Linked DNA regions of Rattus norvegicus: region 2 is linked to region 1. A link is a contact called in public Hi-C data. All regions are on one chromosome and are shown on one strand. The core of a region is the stretch at or near the end of the contact, and the rest is flanking DNA. Distances in the headings are between cores, read along the strand shown. Region 1 has its middle 61 kb from the start of Pmepa1. Region 2 overlaps LOC108350535 (a long non-coding RNA gene).

Region 1 (3,510 bases), core at 650-3,149:
TTCTTAACATGTCCCAGATCTACATGAGAAACACATACCTATCTATTAAAACACGTGTAACGCAGGCTGGGTGGGGTGTCCAGCTTTTAATCTCGGGAGGCAGAAACAGACGGTTCTCTGTGGTTCTGAGGCCCAGCTTGATTCACACAGGAAATTCCAGGGTAACCAGGCTTACACAGTGAGATCTGTCTCAGAGCAAAAATCTCAAAATGTGTGTAACTTATTATGGTTCATTGCCGCGCTGTGTCATGACTACTGGGGCAGTGACACTGCCAGACAGGGTCAGGGCTCTGTTGGGACAGCGGACAAAGGAGACAGACCTACCCAGGCTCTCACATAGTCTGCAAGAACACTTGAATGCAGACAAGCCTCCTGCTACGCGCTGCGCTGGGCAGGGTGTGATCAGAGGGCCCAGGAAGTGGCTGCCATCCACCCACCTCCCAGTGAAGCCAATGCATTCTTCCACCTGACTTCCTGGATGTTGGGGAGGAGGGAGGAGGGTGTGCTGTCACCCCAGGAGGTGCTCTTTTGCCCCTCCCCCAGCCTTTGCAAATGCCTCTGGTTCTTCTGCAGAGCTAGCTTCCAATTCAGTCCCAGTCTTTTGGTCCTAGCCGAGTCATCCAGACCTCAGTTCCCAGGCCCTTCTACATCTTCCCTCATCACAGGCTGCTGCTTCCAGAAGGCGTCTCTGGTGTCTTGTCCACTCCTGGCTTGTAGGACTAGGCACGCAGTAGGCACTCCATTAGTGTGTGAGGAAGAGGCCTGGATGAAGGGTTGTGACGGACAACAAAACTCAGAAAGACAGAACTTGACTGAAGCAGGACATCGGGTGGAAGTGAGCAGACTCAGGCCTCTGGGAGGAAGGGCAGGTCAGGCTGTGATAGAACTGAGTGTCTCAGCTAGAGTGGACGGTGCTTCTTCAACCATGGCCGCACAATGCCTGGGCTACTGCCGGCTGAGTCTCCTGCTCAGGTGGCCAGGCCGCCTCCCAGATCCTGCAGAACTGTTTTTGTTAGGTGCAAAGGGTCATAGGAACTTCATTGTTTTACTGGGATTGTTGAATCTCCCAGGGTCACGGAATAAGACTCTACAATTTATGACTTAACTAACTCCAGAGGCCAGACGTCTGAAGCCAGATGTTGGGAGGGCACTGCCCTCTGGAGGTTCTAAAGGAGTGTCCTTGAGGGCCTGCAGGTGACTGGGCAGGTCCAGACTCAAGGCCCTTGCCTCCTGTCTCTGCCTTTACATGACATCCCCATGATGTATGTCTCTTCCCCCCAGCTTCCCTGAGCACTGGCTCCTCCTTAAGGACACCTGCTGTACTGCATGACCCTAGGTCAGCCACCTTGTAAGGCAGCCTCACCTAAAGTAACACTTAAAACGCTTTGGTTTGAGGACACGATATGGTCTGACACAGTATCTGTTTGGTCACTGCCTCCCTCTCTCCCTCTCTCCCTCCTCTTTCCCTCTCTCCCTCTCTCCCTCTCTCCCTCTCTCCCTCTCTACATCTCTACATCTCTACCTCTCTTCTTCTCTACCACTCCCCTCTATCCCCTCTCTTTCTTTCTTGGACCTTGTGAGCTCAGTATATCATAACCATTTCCTGGATAGGGAAACTGAGGCCCATAGAATTGTCAGGGGAGAGCTACCGATGTAACCCTCTACCCTTAGAGCCCAGGACACTTTAGCAGACATGAGAGACAAGCCACAGTGCCTCCCTGACAAGGACAATTGCACTCTAAGCCTTGAAGAATAGAAGACAGAATTCTAACCAGCCTCGGTAGAACAGAGCGCGGCAGTTTAGTATGTTGGGCCGCCGGGCGCCTTGTCTAGACAGGGCGAGCATTCAGATAGAACTGGATTTCCAGGCTGCAGCCGGCACAGCAGCCCCTGGCGCGGCTCCCAGCTCGGGGGATTCATTTACTTTGCGTTCTTGAGCAGACGCCGCAGAGGTCCCAGTTGTGGGCATATCACCACGTCGCAGGGAGCCCCAGAGGCACTGGCTGGTGCGCTGCCTTTTCCCAGACAATTTAGCTGCTTACAAGTCAATAAAAACAAGGTTGCTTGGGACGGGGGCTTCATCTTCTTCCAGCCGCACCGCTGTCAGAACGCGTGACTGCGCAACTGGGACCATTAAACTCCTAATTAGCTTTCAGAATCGGCGGGCTGGGAGTGGAGAGGGAGCAAGGGACGGGTCCTGGCTGGCATCTCACCGACTGTCTTGTTTTATTTCTCTCTCGACTGGAAGTGGAGAAGGTTCGGCTGTCACTTATGGGTCAGTGAAGGAGACTGCAGCTTCACCCATCCCTGACTGTTTTTAAGCTGTGTGCCCTGTAGCCAGTTCCTCGCCTCTCTGCGCCTCGGGTTGGCTGCTGAGGTGGGTGGGGGCATTAGAGAAGTGTCAGATTATTTTAGAAGGCCATCGCCTTTTACCGTGTAGAGGGAGCTACAGGGCAACCCCATCAGGTGCTACCTGCTTTATTTTTTGAGGAACAGTCTCTCACTGGGACCTGGGGCTTGTCTTTTTTGAGTAAGCTTGCTGGTCAGTGAAATTCAGGGACCCGCCTTCCTGCCCGTTTTAGGGTTTCTGTTGCTGGGACAAAACGCTATGACCAGAAAGCAGGTTAGGGAGGAAAGGGTTTATTCGGTTGGCACTTCTGTTCATAATAAAAGGAAGTCAGGACAGGAAAAAGAAGCTGGAGATAGGAGCTGGTGCAGATGCCATGGAGGGATGGTGCTAACTGGCTTGCTCCCCCTGGCTTACTCAGCTTGGGAACCCAAGACCACACCAGCCCAGGAGGGAACCATCCACAAAAGGCTGGGCCCTACCCATTGATCAATGATTAAGAAAATGCCTTACAGCTGTGTCTTATGGAGACATTTTCTCAATTGAGGCTCCGTCGTCCCTGAGGACTTAAGCTTGTGTCAAGGTGACAAAAACCCAACAAGAACACCCTCCAGCACTGGGGCTACAAGCACGAGCTCTACTGCCCAGATTAAATGTATTTTTAAAAGTGATTTGAGGTTATAATATAGTTAGATCATTTCTCCTTTTTCTTTACTCCCTCCAAACCTCCGATGTACCCCCCCAAAGCTCTCTCTCAAATTCATGGCATCTTTTTCTTTAACCGTCGTTAGTTTATTTAAATGTCATTACATACCTGAATACAAATACACAGTTACAACCCGCCCGGTTTCTATAATGTCCTTGTATGTGTGTGTTCAGGGTTGACCCGTTGGCATTGAATTACCAATCGCTGTGCTTCTCCCTGGGGAAGTCTATTTCCCCTGCTCTCTGTACTCCTTGGCTGTCTGAGGTTCTTTGTCTAGGGTTGATGTCTCCTGACTCCTTATCCTCACGGTCTGGTCCATGTTATAGGTTTATTGTTACTGTTCTTTTTCAGCTCAGGTTAGGCAGTCATGGCGGTGGGACTGTAGGTGTAGACTCTGGCATTTCTAGGAGACAGAATCTCGAAGCAGCCAACTTTCTGTTCCTTTGGCTCTTAAATC
Region 2 (3,510 bases), core at 351-2,850, 87 kb after region 1:
ATTGCAGCGTCCGGGCAGGCATGGTGCAGGATAAGCTGAGAGTTCTACATCTTCATCTGAAGGCTGCTAGGAGAAGACTGACTTCCAGGCAGCTAGGATGAGGGTCTTAAAACCCACACTCACAGTGACACACCTACTCCAACAGGGCCACACCTTGTAATAGTGCCACTCCCTGGGCCGAGCATAGACAAACCATCACACTACGGGATTCTTTCTGTTTATACAGCAGGGTCCTGTGGAGCCCAGATTGGCCTCCAACTCATTATGAAGTCAAGGATGACTTTGAACTTCTGATCCTCCTGCCTCTACCTCTTAGCTGCTGGAATTGCAGGCAGGGGCCATCACCCTAGTTTGTGTGGTATTGGGGTTCAAACCAGGGCTTCACATGTTAGGTAACAATCTACCCACCAAGTTATGCCCTCCACCTGAGTTTTAAAACTTTATTGTTTTGTCACCACTGTCTTTATCATCGTCATCGTCATCCTCATCGTCGTCGTCATCATCATCAACATCATCATCATTGTCATCGATCACCAATCACCAACCACCAATCACCAATCATCAGCAGCAGCTCTATCATGGTCATCCTCATCATCATCGTCAACATCAGCGTGTGACGTGTAAGTACAGGCGTCTGTACTGTGATGTGGAGGTCAGAGCTGGTTCTCCTCTCCTCCACATGGATCCCGAGGGCCTGCACAGCAAGCCTGTTTACCTGATGAACTGTCCCTCCAGCCCTTGATTTTTCTCTCTTTAACTTGGGGCAAGGTGTGTAGAGGGAGGATGCAGGCGGATGAGTATCTTGGGAACTGCAGTTTTGGCTTTCAGAGACTGCCTGGAGCCACCTCTTGGCCTGGCCGCCCTTTCTTGCTGAGGGGGTCTCTTTGAAGCCACAGTTCTTAGTTCATATTTTCTAAGTCCAGATGACTTATTCAAACCAGCGGTAGACCCTGACCCCCCGGTGCGGATTTTAGCACGACTCATGTGAATCATACTTGCTTTGTGATTGGCCCCCGTGGACCCTCAGTTCTCCCATCTATACACTTGGATCAAGCATGGAGGAGATACCAGGGGACTAACACGTAGACTTTACCACAGGGGCAACGAGACCAGCGTAAGTCACTTGTTACCGTGGGGCGCTGTGTAGCTTTTCTGAACCTTGGCGTGTAAGCGTGAGACGAGATTGCATTAGGCTGCTGTGAGATCCAGGACCTTCCCACTAAGGCTGCTGCAGCGGGGAACTGACCGTTCCAGGGAAATTGCTTCATAGAAGGCTCTGACTCTGTGAAAGATGGCCACAGGAAAGGTTGTATTTAAGATGCACACGGCCACACTGTTCTAGTCTTTGCTGCCAAAAGCCACTTGCCTAAGGCTTAAAATGTGCAAAATACTGTGAAGTAAGTGCCTTGGCCCCTGTGGGCCAGATCCCTGGCCATGGTGACCCTGATCCCTGGTGGTCACCGCTGTACCCAGATGACCTACATTTCTCCAGCGGCAGCTGGGGCAGACATTCTGGGGTAATTAACAGCCGTGTACACGTGCATTCACAGACAGCCGGGTCAGCCCGGCAATGGCTGGCACAGTGGCTGTCTAGACAGGGTAGGAGCTCAGTGGCCTCCTGCCATGGAGGCGGCTGCTGGGAATGGCAGCCAAGATCATGGAGGTGGGGAGAGGGAGGGAAGCTGCCCCGAAATGGGCTGTGGCTGTCCTTCTTCCCAGGGTAGGTGGAGTGCAAAACAGTGGCTCTGGAGAGGAGAGTGTCCTCAGGGGGCAAGGGCACCCACACAGAACGGCTATTCCTTGTTCTGTATCGAAATGCTTTCCAAGGGACAATAAGAGCTCACAGGGCTGGTAGAGGCAGGGCCAGCAAGGCAATGTGATTGACAGTCACAGCACAGAGCCAGTCCGTTGGTGTGCAGTGTCTCTCATAAAATATCAAGTTTTAAAAGGAGAGGGATTCGGGGTGGCACGTTCTCAGGGGTGGCAGTGGGGTCTGTAAGGGTTGTGTGGGAGCACGCTGGGTGCTTAGGCTGTGTCCCCTGACCTGGTCACAGGAGGCTCACAGCTCACCTCCGCTCACAGACGCTCAGGGAACATCGCCAGACAGCGTGTGAGCGAATGCCAAGCTCACCAAGCCAAATCCTTGGACAGACAGGAGTCCTGACGTTGAGGTGTCAGGTCCCCCTTAGACCCTGTGTTACACACGCAGCCACTGTTTCCCAAAAGCTAATATCAGTAGGGTCACCCTCAGGACCTGAGTCTGCCGGTACCGTGATGTATTGAGGATGCTTCTTTAACCACTCAAAGCACACGGGAGGATGGGGGTGGGGAGCACAAAAACCAACAAAACAGAACAAAAAGCCCTGCCTCCCCCAACCTGAGATACAGCTGGGAGTGGAGTCAAAAGCCAAAAATGGAAGGTGACTCGATTGAAAAAAAAAAGTATTTAACGTTTTGAAATTGCTTCTGTGTCTCCTTAAATCTTCCGCTGAGTGAGGTGGGCAGCGAGCGCCAAGCATCAGCCAAGGCTGCCTTTGTTCTGATGCTTGGCTTACAGTGTGAAGAAGAAGCTGCTGTTCGTCCCTCCCGAAGGATTTGGGGCGGGGAAGGTGCGGCTGGCCAGGCTGTGAGTTTTTGGCCTCAGCAGTGGGAGTGTCCGAGCTGCGTGTGTGTGTGTGTGTGTGTGTGTGTGTGTGTGTGTGTGTGTGTGTGTGTGTCTTCTTAGGTCAGGAAGCAGCCCGGACGGACGCTGGGGCTCAACTGGCTCTCTCTTCCTCTGAGTCAGGCATCTGGGCACAGCTCTTCAGGCCACCAAGTGGCTTTGCTGAACCAGCTTGGGGTGCCTGGTTCTTCCTGTAAGCACCAGTCCTCTGATCTCTCTGGCAGAAGGAATTCACTCCCCGCTCTGTTTTGAAACATTAACAAAGTTCACGGTTGGAAGCATATGTAACTTCCTCTAAACTGTAAGAGGGCTCTGGCCACCCCACTCTCACCAACTCCAACCTTGGAACTAGGGACTTTGGGACCATCCCAGCCACTCAGATCCCCCCTAACCCCCTGAGACAGGGTTTCTTGTGTAGCTCTGACTGTCCTGGAACTTGCTCTGTAGACCAGGCTGATCTCCAACACAGATCTGCCTGCCTCTGTTTCCCAAACGCTGGGATTAAAGGTCCTTACCCGCCAGCCTGCTTCCGTTTCTTAAGTGGGTCAGAGCTCAGATTTGCCTGCTGCTTTTGGAGACGGGCGAGCATAAGAATTTCATGAGCCAACTACGTCTTCCTCGCTTCAACACCACAAGCAGCTCTGCTGAGGCGATGCCCCTGCTGCCTCCAAAGCACAGAAGAAACCGGGAGTCATTTTTGTGGCACTGTGGATCACGCCACACCAGCCCCTTGTGTGTCTACCCTCTGAAGCGGCAATAGCATCAGTAAGTTCTGGATGAACTGTGGCCAGAGCGGGGCTGTAACCCGTGCTGGAGGAGGAGGAAGAAGACGAGGAAGAAGAGAAAAG

Evidence for each region. A called contact is a pair of places that touch in the nucleus more often than the background predicts.
Region 2: a contact with region 1 is called in a Hi-C map of Schwann cells, with 2.7 times the contacts expected there. The contact joins two enhancer-like sites. A contact is called at or near these places in 2 of 12 Hi-C or Micro-C datasets (Schwann cells and mammary epithelial cells).

The regions. Positions count from the first base shown.
Region 1 is chr3:182,537,837-182,541,346 of GRCr8, forward strand. No RefSeq gene overlaps it. Among named protein-coding and RNA genes, the nearest start is that of Pmepa1, 61 kb to the left of the region's middle. Within about 2 kb of position 1,900, at least 12 of the 93 cell types and tissues checked have an H3K27ac peak or open chromatin away from gene starts, as enhancers often do. A contact at or near this core is called in Schwann cells, where this site is marked.
Region 2 is chr3:182,624,876-182,628,385 of GRCr8, forward strand. LOC108350535 (a long non-coding RNA gene) reads right to left here. Exons shown (of 3, transcript XR_005502816.2): 2 at 3,178-3,323; 3 at 1-2,905. Among named protein-coding and RNA genes, the nearest start is that of Cimip1, 110 kb to the right of the region's middle. Within about 2 kb of position 1,601, at least 32 of the 93 cell types and tissues checked have an H3K27ac peak or open chromatin away from gene starts, as enhancers often do. A contact at or near this core is called in Schwann cells, where this site is marked.